Linked DNA regions of Hordeum vulgare: region 1 is linked to region 2. The links are chromatin contacts, called in public Hi-C maps. All regions are on one chromosome and are shown on one strand. Each heading gives the region's core, a stretch centred on a gene start, on an enhancer-like site or on the middle of the called end of the contact. The rest is flanking DNA. Distances are from core to core; before and after follow the strand shown.

Evidence for each region. A called contact is a pair of places that touch in the nucleus more often than the background predicts.
Region 1: a Hi-C map of seedling shows a contact between it and region 2, with 5 times the contacts expected there. The contact joins the promoter of LOC123426987 here to the promoter of LOC123430411 in region 2. A contact is called at or near these places in 2 of 6 Hi-C or Micro-C datasets (leaf and seedling).

What each region holds. Positions count from the first base shown.
Region 1 is chr2H:523,697,169-523,701,717 of MorexV3_pseudomolecules_assembly, forward strand. It overlaps LOC123426987 (metal tolerance protein 1-like), which reads left to right and starts at 2,441. Exons shown (of 2, transcript XM_045110912.1): 1 at 2,441-2,578; 2 at 4,310-4,549. The coding sequence starts at 4,310.
Region 2 is chr2H:523,067,229-523,071,754 of MorexV3_pseudomolecules_assembly, forward strand. It overlaps LOC123430411, which reads right to left and starts at 1,848. Exons shown (of 3, transcript XM_045114280.1): 1 at 1,587-1,848; 2 at 1,370-1,452; 3 at 711-1,258. The coding sequence starts at 1,701. The coding sequence ends at 1,139. LOC123426986 (FT-interacting protein 1-like) reads left to right here. Exons shown (of 1, transcript XM_045110910.1): 1 at 1-2.

The DNA.
Region 1 (4,549 bases), core at 1,191-3,690, 630 kb after region 2:
GCCACGAGGCGGAACTTGAGCAAAACCAATCTAGAGCTCCGGCAGGGTCGTCCTGCCCCTCCCGGAGGGGGAAATCGTCGCCATCGTCATCACTAACACTCCTCTCATCGGAGGGGACTCATAGCAGCCAAAACTTCCGCACTAAGTAGAGATAATACTTGTGCATCCATAAACCTTCAACCCGGTTTTGCCATGAGAGTCCACCATACCTACCTATGGATTGAATAAGATCCCTCGAGTCAGTTGTCATCGGTGCAAGCAATAAAAATTGCTCCCTAAATATGTATGATCTATTAGTGTGTGGAAAATAAGCTTTGTACGAACCTGTGATGAGGAAGACATAAAAGCGATAGACTGCAAAATAAAGTTCTTTATCACAGGAGGCAATATAAAGTGGCGTTCCTTCGCACTAAAAGGTCACACATCCAAACCTCAAAAACACATGACAACTCTGCTTCCCTCTACGAAGGGCCTATCTTGTACCTTTACTTTTTGCCCTTAAAAGAGTCATGGTGATCGACAACAATTCCTTATTTCGCCTTTATCTTGGCTAACGTCATATGATAGGGAAAGATCTATATTCATAGTCAACTTGGAAGTAAGTATTCATGAATTATTATTTTTGACATTACCCTTGAGGTAAGTAGTTGGGAGGCGAAACTATAAGCCCCTATCTTTCTTTGTGTCCAACTGAAACTTTGATCTCATGAGTCACATGTGAGTTTTAGCAATTGTAGAAGACGAAATGATGATTGAGTATGTGGATTTGCTTTACAAGCTCTTATTTGATTCTTTCCAACGTTATGATAAATTGCAATTGCTTCAATGATTAAAGGCTATTGTTGTTAATTCTTAATAAGGTTCTTGATCCATACTTTACTTTGTGAAGTAATTATCACTCTAGCATAAGAGATTATATGATGATATTGTTGTTTTAATTATGATCATGATGCCTGCATGTCCGTATTTTGTTTTATCGACATCTCTATCTCTAAACATGTGGGCATATTTATTGATCTCGATTTCCGCTTGAGGACAAGCGAAGTCTAAGCTTGGGGGAGTTGATACGTCCATTTTGCATCATGCTTTTATGTTGATATTTATCGCTTTATGGGCTGTTATTACACTTCACGGTACAATATGTCTTTTCTCTCTAATTTTACAAGGTTTACATGAAGAAGGAGAATGCCGATAGCTGGAATTCTGGCCTAAAAAAGGAGAAAGTTTGAGATACCTATTCTGCGCAACTCCAAAAGCAATGAAAATCAACGAGGAATTATTCAGAGTGAGCTTTATAGTCACTCGGTAACGTTGCGACGTTTGATACACACAAGGTAGTCCTCCGGTGTCCGGGAGTTGCATGATCTCAGGGTCATAGGAACAGATACATTGACATGCAGAAAAACAGTAGCAATAAACTGACACGATCATATGCTACGTTTATTGTTTGGGTCTTGTCCATCACATCATTACCCCGTTATCAAGTAACAACACTTGTTTCTGGCCAGGAAACCTTGACCATCTTTGATCAACGAGCTAGTCAACTACAGGCTCACTAGGGACAATGTGTTGTCTATGTATCGATACATGTATTTGAGTTTCCAATCAATACAATTCTAGCATGAATAATAAACGATTATCATGAACAAGGAAATATAAAAATAACCAATTTATTATTGCTTCTAGGACATATTTCCAACAACTATGACATGTGTCATGCGCACACGTGAATCGGATGTTGACAACTCTATGTTGGTGGCATCTAGATGAATATATGCATGTGATTAATTGGAAAATTTCTCATCGAGCGCGATGTAGGAGTACGGTGGTCAGTGTAGATTGAAAGATGAAATTTGTCCTCCACAATACACGGTTCAAGTGGTCCTTCATATGAATGGGTTCTCCCCATCGATGCGGTTTCGATGGCGCGAGAATTTAATAGAAACGAGTTGTATTGTATAGAAGATATTGTCATCACTCTTTATCTGTTACATTAATGAAAACAAAGTCTTCAGCCTTTTTTAAAGATGAAGAGTAATCATCGACCCAAACGAAAAAACGAAAAGGGCCTCTTCGACCATGCAAGGACAAAGAGTAACTCTCGGATATATGCGATGACAAAGAGTCGTTCTTCGGGCCAAGAGAGGACGACGGTGGTGTAGAGCTGAAATTTACTAAACTGAAACTAGAAAATTTCATAAAAGAAAATTAATAAAGTACTCCCTCTGTGAACTAATATAAGAGGATTTAGAATACTACTTTAGTATTCTAAATGCTCTTATATTAGTTTACGGAGGGAGTACTATATTGTTTTCACTGTAATTTGAAAACGTGCCCGTTTTTTTTTCTGATTGACACGGTAGCTGTCCACCTTCGGCACGGGAGTCATCCTTTACAAACACAAATAACCGAACTACCCTTCTGCTCGCCTCCTTTTCTGTCGCATCCTCTCGCGACTCACGCCTCCTCCCCCTCACTTCGCCGTCCTCACAAACCGCCTCCCTCCCCCTCCCAAACTCCGCGGCGGCGGCGGTGGCGGCGACCGCAGCACCGCTGCTGCTTCTGCCGCTCAATCCAGGTTAGCACCTCGCACCTTCTCTCTCTGATTGCCCCACCGGAAGGATAGATTGCCGTTACTCCGCCCCGATCCATGGATTTTTCCGGCTTCGTTCCGTTCCGTTCCGATCAATGGGCCGTCCACGGGCAAAGAAGCCGTTGATTTCATTCTAGTTCGCGCGGTTCCTACGCGCTACGCGTGTTTTGGTTCTCCCGTGGAACGATTTTTTTCAGCTTCTGTTGGAGTTTCAGTTACGGGTGACTGGTAGGGAAGGTAGAAGTAGAACTCGGCCGGGGTTGGATCGGGGTAGTTCGGGTCAGAGATGGAGGGTACAAAATTCGAAGGATACTACTACTACTACTACTGGTATCCTGATCGGAGGAATTGGATCGCGGGTCGCTGTCTCCGTGGCCCGTCTACTGCGCATGTTATATATTTTGTTGGTTTCTGTGTTGGGTCCTTGCGACGCGATTCCGTTGGTCTGCAGGTGGTTGCCGAGTTCCTCGTTCCTCGGCGCTTACTCGCTTGTCCGCGAGCGGCGTGCCGTGGCGGATTAATCAATCACCCCGGCACTGTTTGTTGGTCTCCTTCGCGTCAAGTACTTATCCATCGCAGCTGCGCCCTACTCGCCTAGCCCCCCGTGGTGCCACATTCCAATTTGTGTTCGCTTTTGTGACCCGAATAATATCTGTTTCTGAGTTGGCTGTGTCCTCCTCCTCCTAAAGAAAAAAAGTTGGCGATTGGTAAATCTTTGGTTGAGGAGGCATTGTTTTCTCGGCGACTGAGGTGCGAGTACCTGATTGATCTCTGGTAATTTTGATTGTTTTTGTGGTTTGGGGCGAGGGAGAGATGTCTGTATCTTATGTTTATTTTCAGATTAGTAGTAGTATTGATGTCTGTGTAGTCTAGCTGTTTCGATACTTGTTTTGGTTTTAGGTGGATCGAATTTGTGGGGTGGAACAGGTGAATTAGTAGTAGTAGTATTGATGTCTGTGTGGTCTTGCGGGTTTTGCTGTTTTGATACTTGTTGTGGTTTTAGGTGGATCGAATTTGTGGGGTAGAACTGGTGTAAACCAGTTTGGCAGTGCCCGTACAGTCATTTTGTTCTGCCACCAGACCATCAGTGTTTTGTTTAAGTTCTGCGTCTCTGTTTCATATTATGAACTTGAGTTAATGCACCTTCTCTTAATTGTTTTTTGAATTTGTTAGCTTTGGCCACTTGAGTTACTCTGCTCCATGTTTTGTTCACATAAAGGTGGAAAGTTCATAGGCATATATTGTTTGGCTAGCTAGCTCCAGATTCCTGCCATGTTTTGCAAACCTATACTGAATATTGACTTTGCCTTGGCTGACCTTTTCATAGCTGATGTCATCCAATTTATCAATTAGGATGTGGTCCAGGCGTGCCATTTTTATGAACTGCGTGCTAAAATATGTTAAATATGATTGCTTGTGCCAAAGTTATGTTAGACCATATCCTGTGGATTTCAATCTTAATGACTGTCATGTGTGCCCCCTTTGGATTGTGATCTTAATTAACTATTGTTTCTGCATAAAATATTCTCACAAGCTTTACCTTTCACTTCTACTTGTGATGGTATTTTTCATATGTGGGTACTTGCGATACCTTTCCCTTCATTTTTCACACTAGTTAGTAGGAACTACACACATGAGTTTTCATTATAGCATCTGTGTGTTAGTAGATCTCGTACCATTATTGTACCTATGTGTTGACTCGGCTGTTGTTTTCAGATGGACAGCCATAATTCATCACAGCCCCATGTTCCTGAAGTAATCATGGACATGTCATCCGCTTCTGGAGCAGCTGGGAACAAAATTTGCAGGGGTGCTGCTTGTGACTTTTCTGACGCCAGTAACACCTCGAAAGATTTAAAGGAGAGGTCTGCATCCATGAAGAAGCTCCTAATTGCTGTGATCCTTTGTGTTATATTCATGGCGGTTGAAGTGGTTGGAGGCATCAAAGCAAACAGT
Region 2 (4,526 bases), core at 598-3,097:
TTGTTTGCCATATCTGAATCATTCTCAGCAAAATCTGAATCCATTCAACATACAGAAATACTAGAGGGAATGCACTTCAGAGTTCAGAGGAATGACAGATTGACAGGTCCTGTAGATGAGAAGTTAATGGAACAGAGTGCTGATTCATATCAGCACATCTGCGCCGCCTTTGCATTGCAATCAGATTAACATGTTCCAGTTTAATCCCCAGCATCTTCCCAGAAACCTAGAACAGAGTTACAGAATACTTCTGATTTCTGCAGGGTGTAGGGAATCTGATAGACCTTGCTACCAGCAGACAGCCACTTCAAATTCCAGAGTAAATATAGATCCAGCAAGTCAGCAACATGAAAATGTATTCAAATTCATGGTGCCAAACTCCTTCATATTCATCTGTACATTTTTTTAAGTAGGCAAAGCTGCCCTTGTGCCCATGCAAAATTTTGAAGTACATAATGGCCGGCGCAGTCCTAACTGAACTGGAGTAATGTAAAGATTGAACAAGAACTTATAAATTTGTTGCAACAAGATTTTGGTGCAACTGAAAAGACTACAATACCCACAGTGCTGGCAAATATAGGCAAAATAATATGAAGAAAATGAAGCCTTGGATGAATTGAGGCAGTAGCTAGGTGTGCAGAGCACATCCCAGGCCTCAGAATGGACCCAACACATCTCAGTCAAACTGTTGATGAACTCTTTCCCAGCCCTAAGCAGAAGAGAACAATTTTTCAATTTTGTTGGAACGAAATAAGGAGCTATTGCTTCTTGCCCCCAGTTTCAATTGGACAATCACATGAAACAGGAACCAGCTATCTATTTAAACATCAACGCCACACAAAAATGTAAAATCACATGGAAGCCAAGCAGGTAGTAACAAAACTAAGAATAAGAAATAAGTTTGTTTAGGGGAAGAACAGCTCATTGTACAGCCCTTATTATGAATTGTAGCCCCCCCCCCCCCCCCTTTTTTTTTTTTCCTTTGATTAGTACCCTACAACAACAATAGGATCAGAATCCAATGTGCAGATTGAACAGAGCACCCATGCACAGGGCATATCAGAATCTGGTTCTTGATTCATGGCTCACTCACGCTGGATGAACCGACCCACGGAAGCATCCTCCACCTGCCGCGCGATCAGGGCGACTGCCGGCGCCTGGGTCCCCTGCCGTGGTGGTGGATGGGGTCCGGCCCGGTGGGCACCTCCCTCTCCTCCTCCGCGCCGAACCCCGTCGTGCTCACGTCCTCCTCCGCGTCCTGCGCATCGAAAATCAAAACCCCATGAGCTCGAAACACGACAGCAAGAAACCACCAAAGGAGCCGCCTTTCCTTCGGCCCGAAGCCGTAACATGGCGGCCGCGTACGTACCTTGGTCACATCCGGCTTCTCCTGCAGGTCCTGCGGGGTGTACATGGCCGCCATCTCGACTCGTTGCAATGCCGCCGCCGCCGCTGCGAGGGAGATGACCAACAAAGGCGTCAAAGAGCGCAGGAGATTCCCGTGCGGCGCGAGAACCAGGGAGGTGGCCTTGCGGCGGGGGTTGTAGAGAGCAACGAACGCATGGCGGACGGGACGACGCACGTACCTGCCCGGGAAGACGAGGAGGAGGCGGCGGCGGGCGGCAAGCAGGCGAGGAAGACGGCTACGGCGAAGAGCACCGCGACGACGCAGCGCGACCTCGCGTCGGCGGCATGAGCCATCCAATCCGGCCTTGGCCCTAGCGCCGGGCTCCCTTGCTAGCGGCCGCCGGAGGAACGAATCCGAAACTGATAAAATGGAGAGGCTTTTCTTTCTTTCTGTTCCGTTCCGATCCTTCCTCCTTCCCTCCGTCCAAACGCGCCGCGGCGGCGACGTCTTTTGCGCTTCCCTCACGTGCCGCGGGACACGTGGCGGGCATCCGGCCGCTCTGACTGGCCCGAGCGGCAGGGGAGCCCCGGCCGGGCCGTTACGGGGGCTGGGTGGGTCCCAGGCGCAGTGACCTAGATGGGTGCGCCCGGGGATTCCGCTTTGATGACGTCGGAGACAGCTGGTCTGGGACGACGACTGCGTGTTGCTGAGCAGGTGAGGTGATCGCCAGCCCAGGCCCGTTGGAGGATAATATCCACAGCTAGCTTTGCCTTGTTCGCCGCTTCTTTCTCTCATCTTTCCTGGATGGAGGTGGCAATGATGTGAAAGGGAGTTCAAAATTCAAATTTCAGAATCAGTGACGGAGCTAGGCGAGAATTGCCAGACAAATCATCAATGTTTGGGGTGCCAATAGTTGGCGGGTGCAGTGGAGAAAGTAACCTTCGTTGACAGGGATTCTATCACACACATGTTCGTCCTGTATACATGTCTCTCTTATTTCCCACTAGCAAAAGAGCCCGTGCGTTGCAACGGAAGAGAAAATAACACACGCTCTGAACGTAATAAATTTTCACATGACATCACATTTGTGTTGTCGACGATGACCTTAGTGCTCATACAACGAAAACGCGTTTGAATGTACAATCACTCGGAATAAGATGAAAATAGGTTGTTTCTCCCCATGAGGTTTTTCAAAGGTGTGCATGTGTGGTTAACGATGATTTTCTTTCCTCTCAATTTGGGTTTAATTTAATGGATGTTTATTGTAATTCGTATCGTCGCCGGAAAGAAAGAAAAAAAAAAGGATTGTGCACTACAGATTAAGTTTGCACAAAAAATAATATTTAAGGAGTATTCAACAGCTAAAAATAACATCCTATTTAGATTCTACATGTTTTTTTAATCAAATTTCATATATAATATGTTAAAATCAGAGTTACGGTTTAAAAGATATGAATATTTTTGTTTTAGATAAAATGTGGATTGATTAACTGAAAAATCAGGGTTTTTTGTTGTTAAACAAAAAAACGTTTTGACTGACTAAAAACGGAGGGCGGGTTTATTACCTGAAACATCAGGGGGTTTTCTGAGAAAAGCAAAAAACGATTCGTTTTCTGACTTAAATCCGGACTACGGGTTGATTACCTGAAACATCAGGGGGTTTTCTGAAACATTCAAAAAAACGATTCATTTTTCTGACTTAAAACAGGACTGCGGGTTGATTTCAGCAAACATCAGGGGCTTTTATGCAAAATAGCCACGACGGACGACAGAAGCCTTAGACGCTTTATTATTAGGGAGAGATTGAGCTTGACTAACCAGACGGAACACATAATTATCATCTCTTATATATCATGATTTAAACCTCTTAAAAATCTATTCATAATAGCTTCTTCACATTCTTCTAAGCCACAAGGAAACAAAACAACACACAAATGATCATAGTATTCCTCAAAAGTGGCATTGCCTTTTGCTAAGTGTCGCAATTTTCTAAGCAAACCACTCACATGATACGAAGGGACAAATCGGATCCACACAGTTTCACTCCACGATGGCTTCTCGCCCTCGTGTCACTTCCGACCACTTCCCCCTCCTTATCACTACCTCCTCTCGCATCCCTTCCTCCCATCAGATTCGTTTCGAGAATAAATGGCTTTCGGATCATATGTTCCTCCCGTCCACTTCTCCTTCCCGGGCTATCCCTCACACGCATCCGAACGGTGATAAAGACCTCGCTACTAGAGTCAAATCCTACCACCGAGCCGCCAAGGTTTGGAAAGCTAATCACGTGTATGTCCCTCGCCATGATAATTATTGCAAGTTTATCATTGACTTGTTTGATATTTTTTCAGGAGTACCACGAGCTTTCAAATGACGAGGCTGTTGGGGAACGTCGCATGGGAAACAAAAATTTTCCTACGCGCACGAAGACCTATCATGGTGATGTCCATCTACGAGAGGGGATGAGTGATCTACGTACCCTTGTAGATCGCACAGCAGAAGCGTTAAAGAACGCGGTTGATGTAGTGGAACGTCCTCACGTCCCTCGATCCGCCCCGCGAACAATCCCGCGATCAGTCCCACGATCTAGTACCGAACGGACGACACCTCCGCGTTCAGCACACGTACAGCTCGACGATGATCTCGGCCTTCTTGATCCAGCAAGAGAGACGGAGAGGTAGAAGAGTTCTCCGGCAGCGTGACGGCGCTCCGGAGGTTGGTGATGATCTTATCTCAGCAGGGCTCCGCCCGAGCTCCGCAGAAACACGATCTAGAGGAAAAACTATGGAGGTATGTGGTCGGGCAGCCGTGAGAAAGTCGTCTCAAATCTGCCCTAAAAGCCCCATATATATAGGAGGAGGGAGGGGGACCTTGCCTTGGGGTCCAAGGGATCCCCAAGGGGTCGGCCGAGCCAGGGGGGAGGACTCTCCCCCCCCCCAAACCGAGTCCTACTTGGTTTGGTGGGAGGGAGTCCTTCCCCCTTCCCACTTCTTCCTTTTTTTTCTCTCCTTTGATTTTTTCTCTCTTGGCGCATAGGGGATTGGTGGGCTGTCCCACCAGCCCACTAAGGGCTGGTGTGACCCCCCCAAATGCCTATGGGCTTCCCCGGAGTGGGTTGCCCCCCTCCGGTGAACTCCCGGAACCCATTCGTCATTCCCGGTACATTCCCGGTAACTCC